Regions from separate parts of the Mus musculus genome. Here region 1 is linked to region 2. Evidence: chromatin contacts called from public Hi-C data. All regions are on one chromosome and are shown on one strand. Each heading gives the region's core, a stretch centred on a gene start, on an enhancer-like site or on the middle of the called end of the contact. The rest is flanking DNA. Distances are from core to core; before and after follow the strand shown. Region 1 overlaps Nckap1l (NCK associated protein 1 like). Region 2 has its middle 17 kb from the start of Gm52195.

Region 1 (3,866 bases), core at 657-3,156, 84 kb before region 2:
TCCTGGACTGAGTAGGAAGGAAACTGACACAGATAAGTTAGATAATCTGCTCCATTGTTATAGCTAATGGCTAGGATGTGGGCACAGTGCTGCAGGATGAACTGACTCTGCACTCTTTCCCCCTGCTCCCTTTTTTAAGGTCTTGTGTAGTCAGGCTGGCCTAGAATTCTCTAGGTAACCAAGGACAACCAAAAGCCCCTGACATTCTAGCCTTTATGTCCCAACTGCTGACCTCTCTGCTCACTCTACTAAACAAGGGGGATAGACCAGCTGCTCACCAAAATCTACAGAAGTAGGGCTCTTTTTTTTCTTTCCCACAGAGGAACCAGACTGTATCAGAGTCTCTATCTAGCCTGTGACATGACCACCAGGATGGATCTAACAGAGCCATACTGAAGACTGCCACAGAATACAAACATGGGCCAGAGAATGCTACCTGTTAAGCCTGGCCTCCAGGTGACTGCTGAGATACTCAGATGGGAAGATGGTGTGTTCAAACACAGAGAAACTGTGCACATGATTCATTGCCAGTGCCAATTCAGTCAAGTTTAGATGTAGTTTGTCCATGCTGAAAGGAAAAAGAGAATTTGATTATGGTGCTGGTCTGGTGCTGTCCATTGGCTTCTGGGAAGGAAATACCAGGCTGTGTTTGGAGCTCTGCCACTCTTGAGAAACACTCAGCCTAGAATGGTACACACTAATGTTCTTCAAAAGCAAAGTAGGAAACTCACCTGGGTGCTTTTTTTTATCTATCAACTCACACCACCTCCCCTACTTCCACCCCACACACACCCAATCACATTCCTTCTTTCCCTTTTCTCCCTCCGTTAATACAGCGCCATTTGGCCCTCAGGAGCCAGACCCTCACTTAGTGACAAGGCTGCGGTTCTTCCGATGACTCTCTGCTCCTGGCTTGTCCCTCTCAGGCTCTCCTTTCCTGGGAGCCTGCCTCTGCTTCATGGACTTCTTATTCTTGGCTTTGCTGATGGTGGTGGCACAGTGCTTAGGTAGAAGCTTTGAAACAGACATGGTGGGGAAATAAGCAAAAGTCATTGCTAACAGCTGAGAATCATCGTCATCTGCTCCTTTCCCCACCCACCTAGCTTCTCTTTCTCTAGTGGGGAGTTTTTTAGAATGTGTTCGCCTCTTCCTGTGTGTTCATAAATATTTCCCTGTGTACATCCTCAAACCCTGAGATGCCAGTGTCTCTCAAGGATGAAAGCACTGCTCCCCTACCCACATCTGAGGTCTTTCCTAACAGAAAAATTTAAGGGAAAACAGTCAGAGCCAAAACTCCACTTACCTTATTTTGTAGGGTCCCAAAGTGGGGAAACAATACTTTTTGCTAGATAAACCTATCATCTCACCAGCTATACCCCTTATTGTTCTGTCTACTGCCCAGTCTATCTATCATGGCTCTCCCAGTTCTCAAAGTTTACATGTTCAGTATCCTTTCCTTGTTTCTTCTTTTTCTTAAATATGTGTATATGTATATTTTTTGCTAGCTAGCTCAAACATCAATCCTCCATTTCTCCTTTCTCTGTGTAGCCCTACAGAAAATACAAACTATCACTTGATACTCAAATTGCCTTAGGGAATCACTTTGGATGAGCCACGCAGGAAAATTCATTTTGTAATCACACTTCCTATTCTTAAATACAAACTCAGTAGATTCAAAAAATTCAAAAAATAAAATAAAATCCACCATGGTAGACAAAGATACTTTAATACAAAAGTATTTGTGGTTGGTTAAAAAACCAGTATCCAAATATATAACCTTAATAGTAATAGCATCAATAATTATTTACTCAAAATGTTAACTCTGAAGGGCCAATACTCACTTGCTTACAACAGTTCTGTGCACAAATAATTATTCACCAAGGCTTAGTCATTCCTGACACAGCACTGAGTAAGCCTGCCTACTATACATGTAGTAGATATTTGTAGAGTATGATGAATACAACTGTAAGTATCCTCACTTGTGTATCTTCTGTGCATCAATTACTTACATTCTTTTAATCACGTATTTGTATTTCCCTTACCTACACTGGGACATTCCCAAAGACAGAGATCATGTACCTTCCTTCTTGATCTTCACTCCAAACTATTAGCCTAAGAGATTAGTGTCCATCAAGCTTCACACAATACAAGTGCTAACATTTATTGGCTACTGTATATACAAAATATTTAGTGTACTCTATTTCATTTAATCCTCATTGCAACTCTGTGAAAAATGTTATTCATCCTTACTTGACACATAAGAAAATGAAAAAGCTGCATGATACAATAACTGTTTATCTGTACTCACAAAGTTAGACATATTACACATGTACAGACACACACACTCATAGCTTACTTCCTCTCCTACAAAAGTTGCTACTATTCTGACTCAAATCCAGGAAGGGTGGGTAGTCTGGGAAATTCAAGGCTCCATAGACAAAAACAAAACTAACTTCTTATTCCTGATTTTCTGAAATGTAGGCTGATCTAATCATGACCAGGTGCTATGAGTCAGTAAAGGGAGAAAGACAAAAATAAAATAAAAAAAATAAAAATCCAACAACCCAGAAGACAAGAAAGTAACTAGCACTAGAGTGCTTGAAAAGTTCAGTTAGTTGTAGACTGGGATGCTGATAAACAGAAAAACTAGACAAGATAGAGACCTGGGACCATTGTTGAAAGTATGTGAGCACCATGCAAAGAAGACAAAGTTCATCTCCCAAAACTCTCCAAATGGAGCACAGATTTTAATGGAGTTTATCTGCTCAAGTAAAAGTGTTTTCAGGTATTTCTATCCACTGAGTGTATCCAACCTACCACAACAGATCATGTGCAACCAAGGATAAAACAAAATCACAAACATTAAGACATGTGTGTGGTGTGGTGTGTGGGTGTGTGTGTGTATGTGTGCGCGCCCCATTTTGTAACTCAGTTGTGGAGTTCTCCAGTATGAACTTTGTAGAAGACTACCTCAGGTCACAATGTCAAAAGGTTATGTGTTGTGATTCTAATCCCAAGAGATTATTTGAAGTGACTATACTGATAGAGGAATTCTAGCCTAAACCAAGTTCACAAAAGCCCTAGCCCTACTCAAGAAATGGAGAATCTATCTGACCTGTGAGAGAGAAACAAGAGTGGCCCGAGGAAAAGGCACTGAAGGTAAGAAAGGAGACTGAACCAGGATGAGGGGATACCTGTTCATTCAGGTTCCGCTGTTCCGCACATATCTCAAGCACACAGTTGCTGGTCTGCTTGGCCAGATCTTCCAGGAAGGAGTTGCAGTGGTGAAGACCATGGTTCTTCAGGTGAGGGTACTATGGAGAGGACCGGGAATAAACACATCATATGGAGGACACATCCCCTCCCCATACTGCTCTTGCTCCTTGCCTGAGCCACCCTCCTCTAAAGAGAGGATAAATTCTATATCAAATAGAGATGTTTGGGACTTATTCCTGTTCCCTTCCAAGGATCAAAACCAACCCCTAGAACTATATTTTGAGAAACAGGGAAGAGACAGGGCTGGAGATGCATTAAAGCTTGAAAATCAAGGTGTCAACCTCCTCTGGGCACATTTCATGAACGCAGTGGACAAAATGAGCACAAATCAGGGGGAAGGCAATGGTGTAGCGAAGCATGGTTGGTTCCTCCAGGGTCGTAGCAAACATCTTCTCAAAGGTACGGAGATGAAAGCTGTAGAGAAAGAAGAAGACTGAAAACCAGGGTTTTTATAACCAGACCCTTTCAACAATTTTCTTCTTTCTATTTGCTACTCCCTCCTTCTTTCTGTCCTAGAGGTAGAAGGGAGCCAAAGAATCTTAACCTTTTCAGAGTCTTGAAATGGCTTTCAGAGAAGTGCAATGACAGAC
Region 2 (3,599 bases), core at 250-2,749:
TGAACTAACACATCCACGCTTCTTTCAGGCCAAACACCAAGCATGTATATGGTGTACACACATACATGCAGGCATTATGTCATATCATATACATAATAAACATAAATCTTTTTTTTTAAAAGGCAAGTAATCAGAGATCTCTAGGACCCATATGGTAGAAGAAAAAAATTTAATTCCAGTCTAGTGATGGTGGCACATGACTTTAAATCTGGCACTTGGGAGACAGAGACAGGCAGATCTCTAGCGTTCAAGGCCAGCCTGGTCTACAGAGGGAGTTCCAGGACAGCCAGGACTACACAGAAAAACCCTGTCTTGAAAAAAAATTTTTTTTGTTTTATTTTTACTTTGCCTACCAGCAAAGGCTTTTTGAGCATTTAGTATGTAGCAAACTGCACAAAATTCCAATATACTTAGTAGATCTAGTACATCACATTTAATCCCATATAATCTGAATAAAGTGGGTACTCTTAGATCCCCTACTGGTAAATAAGAAAAATGAGGGTTACAGAATTTACATGATTGAGAGTTGTTGCTTGGTTACTGTGGAAAAAACAAAATTATAATCATGTCTACAGCTCCAAAAGCCAGTACTCTTAACCCCCACTGTATTTTACAGTTGCCCTACCTTGGTCATAATCTAACCATGGAGAACTCATTGTCCCTACAGTGCTCTTTAATGACCACATTGTTGGGAGCTGGGGAAGTTGGCTCAGTGGTTAAGAGTACTTCTTGTTACAAAGGACCTGAGTTTGAGTCCCAGTACCTACATGGAGGCTAACCATGTCCTAGGGAGCCAGACATGTGTACAGATGTCATTACTCATATACATAAAATAATAAAAATTAATGACCATACCATCCACAGGTCTTGTTTTTGCCTGCTTTCTGCCTGGTGTAATATCTTCAAATTCCAACTCAAATGCTGTCTCCTCATTCTTTGTATTCTTCTCTGTTCATTTTTTTTAATCTAGCTCTTAGCTGGTCTGTATCTCACAGAGCTCCATCTCCCTCTGCTTCCCAAGTGCAAGGACTAAAGATCCATACCACCACATCTAGCTCATACTTTCTTTAGTAACGTTGAGTTTATGGAACTCACTTCCTTTTTTTTTTTTTTAGATTAATTTCTTTATGCATACAAGAACACTGTAGCCGTCTTCATACACACCATAAGAAGGCATCAGATCCCATTACAGTTGGTTACAGTTGCTAGGAATTGAACTCAGGACCTCTGGAAGAACAGCCAGTGCTCTTAACCACCTCTTCTTAGCCATCTCTCCAGCCCCTAGAATTCACTTCTAAATGCCTAAATCAGTCAGAGTTTAGAAGAAAACAGAAACCACACTTGACATGTTAAGCATAAGAGTATTTGATGAAGTCATCTGAGTAGCTAGCTGCAGGCCTCTTAGGAATAATTCTCAGGACACCACCAGACTAAGCCACCATAGGGCCTGCAGCCTCTGGTGGTTCCTGAATATTACTAAGCTTGAGGAGATGACAACATAGCTAAAACCCCACAGTATTCTTGAGATCATGTTTTTTTATAGAGTTAATGACTAATACAGACATCTGAGAGCTGGTCATCTGATGAACATAAAAGGAAGCTTGGTATTCAGTATGTTGAGCACTTGGGTTTACACTCAGATGTGTGAGGTTTTCAGTGTTTTCTATTGTAAGATTAAATACAAGTCTGGCATGTAAAATGTGGTAGTGCATGCCTTTAATACAGCACTCCAGAGACAGAACCAAGTAGATCTCTTGAGTTTGAGGCTAGCCTGGTATGTAGATAGCAAGATCTAGAACAGTCTGAACTGCATAGACCCTGTCTCATCTCAGATAGAGAGAGAGAGAGAGAGAGAGAGAGAGAGAGAGAGAGAGAGAGAGAGAGAGAGAGAGAGAGAGATTGGAAAGAAAATTGAATTTGGGGCTGAATCAATGGCTCAGCAGTTAAAAGCAATGACTGCTCTTCTAAAGGACCTAAGTTCATCTCCAAGCATCCATGTGATTGCGCATGACTAATTCCAGTCCCAGGAGATCCAGTGCCCTCCCTGACTTACACAGGCATGTATGCATTGTATGCATGCAAAATACCCATACACTTAGAATAATAAATTCTTTCCTTTTGGGGGGGGGGGTGCGGTGGGTGAGACATGGTTTCTCTGTATAGCTCTGGCTATCCTAGAATTTACTCTGTAGACCAGACTAGTCTCTGCCCTGAGTGCTGGGGTTAAAGGCATGTACCATCACCACCTGACTAGAATAATTTTTTAAGAATTAAAAAATAAGTATGAGTATTATCTCCCTCTCATCTCCCCCTGATCCTGTTTCCAAGCCCTTGCCTTTCCTCCCTTCTCTTCTCTCCCTGACATTTCATCTCTCCCTTCTACCCTGTCTCCTCAAAGCCCAGAGGGATAAGTACCAGATGCTAGCATATTCTCCCCTACATTGTTCCCACCCTTCAAAAAGCCATACAAATTGTGCTGCGAGGACTGAGTGAGCAGTTGGAATTAAAGGAACGGTGGTTATGCAAACAGTGACAGAAGTGGTAATAAGAGACCGAAGAACAGCCCTGTCATGGGATGTAATGATGCACACCTTTAGCCAGTACTCAAGAGGCATCTAGTCAGCCTGGTGTGCATAGCACAGGGCAGCCAGAGCTACCTAGTGATCCTGTGTTAGAACCTTGGAAATGCCAAACTTTCTGTGCCTCATTTACCTCCTTTATGAAGAGACAGAAGTAAGTGCTTCCAAGGTTTGCCTAGCACTAAAATTTTGATGGCTTTATTTACCTGGGAAAATAATTTATAACTAAGATTGTATAAAAGAGATAAATGAAAAAGTTAATTATGTATCCATTCTAGGGTTTTGGTTACTGTATAAGATTTTCCTATCATCCTTAAATCATTCTCTGAGACCATCAAATGAGAGGAGGGAAGCAGAGGCAGAAGTAGCCTCTCATATGTCAAATCAGAATCAGATTTTAAATCACAGAGCAGCCTCCGTGTTCCCTGATATTCCTACTTGGAATCTGTTAATCTGTTCCCTGGAGTTGTGGGGTGGTGATTCTTCAAAGAACCATCACTAGTTTCTAAGGGCAGTAAGGCTCATCAGAAAAGCCTGTCTGTTATAAAAGTGCACTGAAAGCATCATTTAGGCTGTTAGCTAGGCCAGAGATGAAATGATGAAATGATGCTTCTTTCTGCTAGGGCCTGTAGCCCCCTCTGGGCAATTTGATGGGCTTATGATGCTTTTGGCCTAGTTTTTTCTGTCAAGACTTACACTTCATTCTCTTCTGTGAAATGAACTGCATTTCATAACATCATTTACACATAAATTTTCCAAATAGTAGCCAAGGGTTGTTTCTCTCAAAATAAGAGATACCCAGAAAACTCTGATGTCGGAAAGTGTGTGTGGCCTTTTTCTCCTCTGCTAAAGTGCTTACTGCCTGTGCTGCAAAGCTTCACATCAATTGAGCATAGTCACTGGGTACCTCTCCCCTTACTCCCTGCTTCATACAAGCCTTCTCTGATGAAAACTGCAAAAAGCTGGTATGTCAGTTCATACGGCCTTCAGCCAAACCCTTGCACAGAAGTGTTTTAGGTT

What was found. Hi-C and Micro-C count contacts between places; a contact is called where the count stands out from the background.
Region 1: a Hi-C map of bone marrow-derived macrophages shows a contact between it and region 2, with 42 read pairs. The contact joins two enhancer-like sites. A contact is called at or near these places in 10 of 484 Hi-C or Micro-C datasets (the C2C12 cell line, the HPC-5 cell line, bone marrow-derived macrophages and 4 more), 3 of 115 datasets of contacts at active chromatin or transcription factors (bone marrow-derived dendritic cells, bone marrow-derived macrophages and embryonic stem cells) and 4 of 9 other capture datasets (adipose tissue, bone marrow-derived macrophages, liver and 1 more).

The regions. Positions count from the first base shown.
Region 1 is chr15:103,475,426-103,479,291 of GRCm38.p6, reverse strand. Nckap1l (NCK associated protein 1 like) reads right to left here. Exons shown (of 31, transcript NM_153505.4): 17 at 3,558-3,690; 18 at 3,195-3,314; 19 at 869-1,014; 20 at 437-568. Among named protein-coding and RNA genes, the nearest start is that of Nckap1l, 24 kb to the right of the region's middle. Within about 2 kb of position 1,906, at least 14 of the 459 cell types and tissues checked have an H3K27ac peak or open chromatin away from gene starts, as enhancers often do. A contact at or near this core is called in bone marrow-derived dendritic cells, bone marrow-derived macrophages and macrophages, where this site is marked.
Region 2 is chr15:103,391,686-103,395,284 of GRCm38.p6, reverse strand. No RefSeq gene overlaps it. Among named protein-coding and RNA genes, the nearest start is that of Gm52195, 17 kb to the left of the region's middle. Within about 2 kb of position 1,499, at least 21 of the 459 cell types and tissues checked have an H3K27ac peak or open chromatin away from gene starts, as enhancers often do. A contact at or near this core is called in bone marrow-derived dendritic cells, bone marrow-derived macrophages and macrophages, where this site is marked.